Linked DNA regions of Mus musculus: region 2 is linked to region 1. A link is a contact called in public HiChIP or PLAC-seq data. All regions are on one chromosome and are shown on one strand. The core of a region is the stretch at or near the end of the contact, and the rest is flanking DNA. Distances in the headings are between cores, read along the strand shown.

The links. HiChIP or PLAC-seq counts read pairs in DNA pulled down with a chosen protein or histone mark.
Region 2: a FOXA1 HiChIP or PLAC-seq map of pancreatic cancer cells shows a contact between it and region 1. The contact joins two enhancer-like sites. A contact is called at or near these places in 17 of 484 Hi-C or Micro-C datasets (B cells, the C10 cell line, the CH12 cell line and 7 more), 1 of 115 datasets of contacts at active chromatin or transcription factors (pancreatic cancer cells) and 1 of 9 other capture datasets (embryonic stem cells).

Annotation. Positions count from the first base shown.
Region 1 is chr4:120,223,366-120,228,318 of GRCm38.p6, forward strand. The region is part of intron 1 of Gm36134 (a long non-coding RNA gene); the gene reads right to left. Among named protein-coding and RNA genes, the nearest start is that of Gm36013, 35 kb to the left of the region's middle. Within about 2 kb of position 2,001, at least 63 of the 459 cell types and tissues checked have an H3K27ac peak or open chromatin away from gene starts, as enhancers often do. A contact at or near this core is called in pancreatic cancer cells, where this site is marked.
Region 2 is chr4:120,686,446-120,691,398 of GRCm38.p6, forward strand. No RefSeq gene overlaps it. Among named protein-coding and RNA genes, the nearest start is that of Cited4, 22 kb to the left of the region's middle. Within about 2 kb of position 3,091, at least 12 of the 459 cell types and tissues checked have an H3K27ac peak or open chromatin away from gene starts, as enhancers often do. A contact at or near this core is called in pancreatic cancer cells, where this site is marked.

The sequences.
Region 1 (4,953 bases), core at 751-3,250:
GCCCTGAAGGAGGGGACCCAGAGAGCCTCTGACAGGAGACCCCATACCACAGGTGAACCCTGACAGGAGGAGAGAAGGCCTTCACCTTCAGAGGAGTGTACCCATTGGCCACCATAGGGACTGACCCAACCTGGATCTGCCATGTGGGGGCCGTCTAGCCCCACTGGACCTGTAAGGAAGCTGGGACTCCAGGGAGCCTGGATAAGCTATGCAGTCAGACAGGGTGTGCCTAGGAATGTTCATGATGTCTTTCTTCACAGACTCAGTAGGCAAGGTACCAGCTGGGGGTTAGAGACCTCAGTTCTCTAAAAGACAGATGGGATCCACTTGACTTTCTGTTCTGCAGTGGGGAGGGACCTAGAAGAGAGATGCCAGGCTGTGGGCAGGGGCCACAATACTGGAAGGGGGAAGTGTGTGTTTTAAGGTCACTATTAAGAGGGGTATCGTGCCTGGGGTTTATCTGGTATTCCCCAGGGAGCCTGGGTAGAGGTAGATAGGACGGAACCCAGCATGCCCCCAGTCTCCTAGAGACACCAAGTGCCCAGGCCTGAAGGCGAGACCCAGGGCTTGTGACTTAGGGTTTGGGTGGGGCTTGGGTGGAGCAGTGTGCAGCCACTGCCTGCCAGGCCTTTCCTGAGCCTTCCCTGTCAGCTGTTGAGCTGGGTGCTAGCCAGGCACCCTGGGGGAAGTTGGGTGTGTATGCTTATGTGTGTGTGCGTCACTCTGAGTGAGCGACATGGAACACCCAGTGTGTAGCAGCCCTGCCGGTGCCAGTCCAAGGCTGAACTCCCTGGCCTCTCTGGCAATTCTTCTCTCCCACCTTAGAGACCATATCCCACACCAGGTCCACCACATGCTACCTCCCGTTCACCTTGCACCCACCCTGCACCTCCAGCCCATGCCCTGGCCAAACTCTGAATTCATTACCCCTCAACTAACAGCCCCCTGAGGCTAGAATACCACCACCATCACTCAGGACCACTGCTGAGTCCTCATTATCAGTCTCACTAGCTGGGATATCCCCTGCCTCTACCAGAAACATCACAAACACACAAATACATATATGCAGATACACACATACACACACACACACCAGTTCACATATATATGTACACACAAATGCACGTGCCACTAAATACATGAAATAACACACATACACATACCATATGCTGCACACATAGACACACATATGAGTACACACATAAAACACATGCCTTACCAAGGGTTGGTCGAGGAGAACTTTCCAGAATCCCATGCTGGCCAGACTGAACCACTTCTTGCCCTTTGTAAGCTGGCCTCAAAGCTATAGAGCCTTGGCCTCCTCACTTCACTGAGACCAAAGGAACAGAACCGTTTAAAATGGTAGCATCAGGCCTGGGTCTAAATGACCCTCATGGGTCATTTAGTTACTGTGTAGCTGTGGCTGAGTTACATACCTCTCTGGGCGCTTCCTCTGTAAGTGGCTAGCGGCCCTCAGGAACCTGAGGGGCAGCACAGAGCCTACACCATTCGCTACTTGCTCGGCCTGACAACTTCTGCATCCTGTTCAAACAACATTTAAATGCCACAAGCCTCTGATAACCTACTGCTGGTTCTTATGAGCGCCAGTGATACCCTGGGCACCCATTCTACATTCTTTCTCTGTTCCGGTGCTCTTCGGTGACCATCTTGTTAATAGGAAGGATGCTAATTATGTTTGATTAATGAATGGATGAAGCAGGAGCCCCTGCAGAAGAGTAGCATGTGGTCACATGAGGTACAGATACACACACACACACACACACACACACACACACACACACACACATCTCTGGGAGGGAGGGTATGTAGGCCCCAGATTCCCAGGTATGAGGCTGCAGGGGGCAACCTCTAGGCCTGACCCTGGCCACCTGGGTGGCAGAGTTGCCAGTTGCCAGCTGGCAGCCGGCAGCCCAGCAGAGTCTGAGCCTGGCAGTGCTGCCAAACGCCTACTCACACCAGCCGCTCATTTCCTGGGCCTACCCACAAAGCTAGTGGGCAAGCTGGGTCCAAGGCGGCCCTGAGGTGCCTTGCCAGAAAGAGAAGCCTCGGGGAGGATAACCTGAGGAGAGGGGAGAGGAAGGAATAAACAGAGAGCCTCTACCTCTTATCCCCCCAGGCACAGCCAAAGGTCTGTCTAACCTCTGATGTCTCTTCTGTGCCATTGAGGATCAGGAATGGGTAAGAGGTTAAGTGTCCCTCTGCATTGGGGAACTGAAGTCACCCCCAAGGAAGCATGTGAGAACAGGTGTGGCCACAAGAGGGCGACCAAGCTTCACCCCACAAGGAGCAGAGCTACAAGGCTTGCCCCTGGTACTGGACCTGGGCACAAAGGAGACAAGGCCAGAGTTGGAGCTTGAGGTTGGGCACAATCTACTCATGCTTGTCCCCAGCCAAAGCCATTACCCACACTGTCTCTTTTCAGAAGGTGACAACACGGTGGCTTCAGCAACAGAAGCATCTGAACCAAGGAGCTATTCCTCTTAGGAACTTTACAAGTGAAGAGAGTAACTCAGAGAGGTCAAGGGGTTTGCCCTGGTCACACAGCAAACAGGAATTCAGTGGGTTAGGCCTCCATTCTGGCATTAGTGAGGAAAGCAGGTCTGGGGCCTTACCAGCACTCACAAGCTCGGAGAAGGAACAACGACAACAACATTAACAGCAACACCGTGATTACAGCTCTTTCAGGCCCTTCTCTGGGTAGTTTAGGGTAGGAATAATCATGAGAAGTAGCCACAGGCCCTTTGTGTATCTCCCATGCCTGTCCTCCACAGACATCTCCTCACCCCCGCATCATACCTCAGCCCCAGCCTGGCCTCACCCCAGAGCAGTGCTTCTCAGCCTTCCTAATGCTGCAACCCTTTAATATCCTCATGCTGTGGTGACCCTCCAGCCATAAAATTATATTTGTTCCTACTTCATAACTGTAACTTTGTTACTGTATGAGTTACAATGTAAATGTCTAAGTTTTCAACTCCCCCACCAAAGGGGTTTCGATCCTTACTTAGGTCAAGCACTGCTGTCCCAGAAGTCTCCACTCCACCTGCAGTCCCTCAGCCTCTGCACTCTGCCTAGCTGTACCTTCTCAACGCCCATCCCCCTCGCCCTCAGACCACTGACTTCCATTCTGCCCTCTGGAAACTGGCCTTCAATGTTGACACATGCCAAGCAGGGTACTTCCTTCCTGTCCAGTCAGGAGGTCGAGAAGCCTCTATATAGCCAGAGTCTTTGGGACCCACCCTGGCTCCCCAAAGTTTCCCACCCACTTCAAAGATCCAAGCATGAGACAAACAAAACAGCCCACTTCTGTGGAACCCATGCGACTCCCAGCCCTGAGATCCATGCTTCCCTCTCCACTCCCTCTCTTTGTCTCCTCACTCCGTCAGTAAATGTGTCCCCCTCTGTAGATAACCCAAAAATCCTCCCTCAGCTACTCCAGCTCCGGCCAGCTCCAGCCAGCTCCAGCCTGCTCCAGCCAGCTCCAGCCAGCTCCAGCCAGCACCAACCAGCTCCAGCCAGCTCCAGCCAGCTCCAGCCAGCTCCAGCCAGCTCCATCCTCTACCCTCTCAGACTCTTTTCCACCTGCCTTTTGTGCCTGAATATTCTACCTTAAATTTGCTGTGACAAAATTAGGCCTCCCTGTTCTGCACAAACTTATTCCAAAGTGCCCGAGATACACCTAGTTCAAACTCAGGGTTCAGTGACTCTGAGGTCCGAGAGCTCCTTCTCACCCTTTCCGGGTCTCTAAGGTGGGAGCGTTGGGAAGTCTTCTTGCACATTACCAGAGAGGTGCTGATTGTCACCCCAAGTGTTCTGTATGCAAACACTTCCAGGAGCTGAAGGCACAGGCATCTGGTAGATGCCTGCAGGCCAGCTTTGGTAAATTAGTGCCACCCAGGCACACTGGCAAGCAATGATAGCTCCTCCTCCCAAGGCTAAAGAAGACCTCAGCTAGGAGTGAGGACAGTCTTGGCTCTCCCTGGCCCATGGGGGAGGGGACAGGATCCCTTAGCCACCTCTGCAGTGTTATTCAAGCAGCTCCCAACCCATCTCTGCTCTGACTGCCTCCCTCTGGTGTGACGTCACTGTGCCTTACTCAAACAGGTAAATCCAGGCCTCTGTGTGGGCTGTCCTTGACATCTTGTCATCCTTTGGCATAGAGCCCAGGGTGGGCATGAGCCACCACAGGAGGGAGTAGAGGACCAACACAGGCCGTGTGGGCCATCTCTGTAAGTCCTTCATGCTCCATGTCAACCATACAGCCCCCATCTTTTTGTCTTTGTGTGTGTGTGTGTGTGTGTGTGTGTGTGTGTGTGTGTGTGTGTTGGGTGGGGTGGGGAGGTGAGACTGGATGTCCTGTCTGCCACTGTACCTTTAACAAATCCCTACCTCTCACCTGCTTGGCCGATTCCGAGATCTTGGATCGTCACTTCTGCCCACACATGTGCCCCACAGGGCTTTGGCCCCCTCCCTGCTCAGGGAAGGCCCACTCCTGCCCATGGCCCTGGCTGCTTCCTCGGTGCTCCAGAGTTGACAGAGAACAGTGCAGGCAGCAAGTTCAGCTCTGTTATTTCTCCACCTCAGTTTCCCTACCCTTACTGTAAGGATGAGGTGGTTTGGGGCCCAGGCAGTTAACACCACACCTCACAGCAAATACAGGCATAAAACAGGGCTTTGTCAAGTTTGGATCATTCAGAAGGTGTATTCTATCAGCCCTATTTATTGCAGTGAGTAAATTGAAACCCAGGTACCCAGTAACTAAGGCCAAAGAAGTCTCAGGTCGCAGAGCTAGGGAGCAGAATGGAAAGACACAGGGACTGGGGATATGGCTCAGACTGTCTCTGCAGACCCCAAAGGGATCCAGATAGAAGTGGGATATGTCAGGTTGTAGCTCTAGGGCATGAAAGGAAGAAGGGAAGGGAAGGGAAGGGAAGG
Region 2 (4,953 bases), core at 1,841-4,340, 460 kb after region 1:
AAGATAAGAAGCATGCAGTATGGTTTTCATTTGCTCTGCAACATTTTCAGAGTGCCAATGGCGTGAGCTGAACCCTAACACGCTGCAACCCTGGGCTGCTTGGTTCAGCTGCTGAGCCTGGACCTAGAGAGTTGTCTGCTTTTCTGCTCTGGCTATGAAAACTAAACAGAACAAAACCTGCCCTAACCTATGAGAGAATTAGATCTGTGTGGGGCCAGATAAACCAACCAACCTGTGGGCCAGGAGGGTACATGAAACAGTTGACAGGTAAAACCATCTTTGGTTATCTCCACACATTCTGTTGCTGTAACAAAATACTTGGCACTGGGTACCTTATAAAGGAAGGAGGTTTGTATAATAGATGGAACTCGGGGTTCTAGAGACTCAAGGGCATGGTGTTGGCAGCCAGGCTCAGGAGGGCACCATGGTAGAGGGAAATATTCTGCTCATGTGGGAGAGGTATTCAGCGGAGGATGAGGGAAGATGGCAGGCTTTCAACTAATTATAATTAGTTCTGGGAGGAATTAATCCAATCTCAGAAAACCTTCACTAATCTCTTCTGAGGGCAGTTCCCTGGAACCTAGCTACTTTCCACGAAGGCCCCACTTCCTGAAGGTCCAACCACTTCCATATTGCCGTAGGGTTGGAAGAACTTCCAGTATAAGCCTTGGGCAAGATGCCAGATGATTACAAGCACATTCGTGATCCCAGGTGAGGCCAGGAAAACTGCTCAGTTGTTTCTGAGACCGAACTGCTGAACCACAAAATCAAGAATAAATAAAGCAATTGTTGCTTTAAGCCATTAAGAGCCGGGGAGTGTTGTTACACAGCAATAGATAAATGACACGCCAAGCTAAAACTCAGTCTCTGCTCTCAAGGTGATGGTAGTTCAGGGACTCCCATGGCCACCTGCACACTCTCCTTGCTGAGCCAGACAATCCTAGAAGAGAAACAGCGACTGTGCTTTGGCTAATTGAGCATCTGTTTCCCCCGGGGCCTGGATGACCTCAGGGTTATAACTCATCCCCTACGCCCGTTCATCCTGCATATTGTGCTGAGCTAGGGTCTGGCATACAGCAGGTGCCCAATAGGCATTTACTCAATTAGTGAACCGCCATGGGACTTGCTCAGGATGCTAGCATCCCCTGCTGAGATGACTGTAGCAGTCTCCTAACTGCTGCCAGCCACACCCAGCCTTGTCCCTGAAAACCCACCAGCCATCCCAGGAAGGAAACTTTGATAAAACTTTATAAAGTACAAAGCTACCCAAGTGCAGCTCCTAAATGAACACAAACTTTTGCTTCCTGCTTCCTCGGAATGATTTATGAACTGCAATCTGTGAGTGTGGTCGTATGTGCGGTGGGGACTAGACAAAAGGCCTTGCATATACTAAGCAAGTGTTCTATAATCAAGTTACAGTCCCAGCCCTAGGGTTCTTGAAATAGGGTCTTGCTATGTAGCTCAGGCTAGCCTCTAATTCCCATCTGCCTCCCCCCTCACGCCCAGTGCTTGGATCTCAGGCATACAGGGTCATATCTCTCAAAGTCTCGCAAATTCTCAACCCCAATTCCATCCTCCCATCTTGCACTCTCCTCCCTGAGCAGCCCTGCCCCTGACACACACACTGTTGAAGCCTTACCACCAGGTCTCTGTTTCTTTCATCGGGCACACTTTCTAACGCCTCTGAGCTTTTACATACTCTAGCTAGAAAGTCACCAACAACACCAACACCCTCATTCCCATGCTTGGCTAGACCCCACTCACCTTTCAGGGAGCTTTGTGTCTGGCAATGGTTTTGTTTGCTTTATATTTGGAGGGAGTGTATGTGAGCCTTGGCACAGGTGTGGGCATCTGAAGATGTTACTGACTTAGCTCTCCACCATGAGGATTCTGGGATTGAACTGAGGTCATCCGGCTTGTTGCAATCGCCTTTCCTGCTGAGCCTTTTTTTTTTTTTTCTTTTTTCTTTTTTTGAGATGGGAGTCTTGCTATGCAGCTCTGGCTGGAATGGAGCTCACTTTATAGACTGGGCTGGCCTCAAACTCATAGAGATCCACTGGCCTCTGCCTCCTGAGTGATCGATGCCACCACGCCTGGCCCTACTGAGCCTTTTTGATGGACCTGTGTTTTTTCTTTGTTTGTTTGTTTGAGACAGGATCTCATGTATCCCAGACTGACCTGAAAGTCACTGCATAGCTGAGGATGACTTGAAACTTCCCATCCCAAGTGCTGGTATTATAGGTATGTACCACCACACCTGATTGTCTTTGTGTGTGTGTGTGTGTGTGTGCACTTGTGTGCTTAATTGTGTATATGTGTGAGTGTGTATATATGTGTGTGTGCTTGATTGTGTGTGAGTGTGTGTATGTGTGCTTGTGTGCTTGATTGTGTGTGAGTGTGTGTGTGTGTGTGTGTGTGTGTGTGTGTGTGTGGTTGATTATTCATTTTATCTGAATTGAGAGATGACAGAAAGTATGATGGACACTGACTTATGGGCAGTGTGTATCAGTTTGATTGAATGGACCAGGATTTGGGAAGCACAGTGATGACAGACTTGCCATAAGGAAGGTGGGAAGAGGTATTCTGACTGGCTTCCAGCCATGGCACAAAAGATACTTGTGTTTCAAAGAAAATCTTAGTGAAAAGGACTCATGGCAGAGAAGGCTCTCAGTAGCCAGCCAGACAAGACGGGACAGCCCACGGTAACAGCCCACCTTTCTGCAGGTCTTCCCTGTGCTATCTCAGTATACCCATGTACGATTCAGACACAGTGGCCAGAATGCAGGCTGTGGCTCCAACACATGACTTAGCTTCACCAAGACTACTGCAGCCTGTGCCAACACATCTCACCTGTTATCAGCAGAAACATTAAAGACCTAATATATCACCCCTCCCCAGTAGGCCCCAAGTTACCTGGTGTCAGGTGGGTTCCACTGGACTCGTCCCAGCATGGAGGATCACGAATTAGCCTCACCAACAAGCATTCCAGGATTCCAGGAAGGCAAGGAGTGGCCCTCTCACCTACACTGATTCAAATCGCCCACAGTATTGATTTCTGTGGCCACTACAGTGAGTCACTTAAAACCTGATGGCTTGAAGCAACAACAGATTCTCTCACAGTTCCGGAGGGCAAAGGTCAGTTTCACCAGGTCTCGGCCAAGGTGTGGGCACTCCCCACAGAGCACAAGGGGAGAATCCAGACTTCCAGCTAATGGCTGGCAGCAGCATCCCGCTTCTGTGTCTGTCCTCAAATCACCTGCTCTTTTGTGTGTACAATCTCCCTCTGCCTCTCTCTCAAAAAGACACTAGTGGGCCTGGAGGTCTGCCTTCATGGCCGAGTGCTTGCTTGGCATATGAGGGGCCCTGGGGTTTTATTCTCAGCAGTACCACCATCTCATCAAAATGAACAAACAAACAAAATGTATTTATGATCATACCCAAGGCCTATCTCTAACAGAGGATAATTTTCTCTTGTCAGGATCCTTAATTGCAGGCTGTAATCCCAGCATCAGGGAGGCTGAGGCAAGACAACCAAGAGTTTGAGGCCTTGGGTAAGAGAGATGGCTCAGTGGGTAAAGGCACTTGCCACCAAGCCTGGTGACCTGAGTTCAAACCTCAGGCCCCACGTGGTGGAGGGAGAGACTACTGTAATTTGTCCTCTGATTTTTTGCAAGCATGCTGTGGTTGGGATGTTTGCATTTGTGTTCACACACATCAACACATGAGGGGTTTAGTTTTAAAAAGTCTTGAAGAGTTCTGAGGCCACCCTGGACTATGTAGTGAGATAGCCTCAGGAAAAATTTAATAAACAAACAAAAGCTTAATTTAATATGCACTCTCTCTCTTTTCCTTATGAGGTGACAGTCTACAGAGATTAGAAATTCCTCCTTTTGGTGGCCATTATTTAGCCTATACACCCACTTACCAAACTTTTGCATTTGGCTCCTGTAACATCGGTCCCTGCTACATTGGAAGTCTTCATCCTGAGGGCAAGAAATGAGTTTGCAACTCATTGTATCTTCTCATTGTCACATAACGATGAATGAAAGGAAGAGGTAATGTCCTGGCTGCATGGACTTGCTTCCTGTTACCGGGGGAAGCTGAGCTGCTACTTATCAGAACAGGGTAGAATCCAGGGATGCTCTAAGGCTCATCTTAACAGTCAGCCCTCTGTCCTCTGTATCTGTATCTCTGTATCTGCATCCATAGTTCCAATCACTGTGGAGACAGATGACGTGAAGGTAAGTAGATGGATGAACAGATGATAAATAGATGGCTGACTAATAAATAGATGATAGTTATATAGATTGGAAGTCTATAGATATATAGACTAGGCAGGTAACCCTGATCTAGATGATGAATGGATGGGAGGATGGATAGATAGATAGATAGATAGATAGATAGATAGATAGATAGATAGATAGATAGATAGATAGAAGATGATAGATAAATGACAGGCAGCTGGACATTTCTTTTATACTGGTCAGGTTTTGGCTTTTCTCTCATTGTTACTCTTTTTTTTTTAAGATTTATTTATTTATTTATTTATTTATTTATTTATTTATTATATGTAAGTACACTATAGCTGTCTTCAGACACTCCAGAAGAGGGAGTCAGTCCTCATTACGGATGGTTGTGAGTCACCATGTGGTTGCTGGGATTTGAACTCCAGACCTTTGGAAGAGCAGACGAGTGCTCTTACCCACTGAGCCATCTCACCAGTCCCTCATTGTTACTCTTAAACAATATGGTATAACAACTACTTCATACAGCATCTACACTGTGTTTGGGGATTGTAAGGTAGAGGTGACTTAAAGCATGCAGGAGGATGTACATCAGCTAGGTTATGTTCCTTTACAAAGAAGATGGAGTTTCCACAGTTTTAGTCTCTTTTGTGGACCCTGCAGCCAATTCTCCATGGACAACAATAAAAGTTAATGAAGAGCTATAACA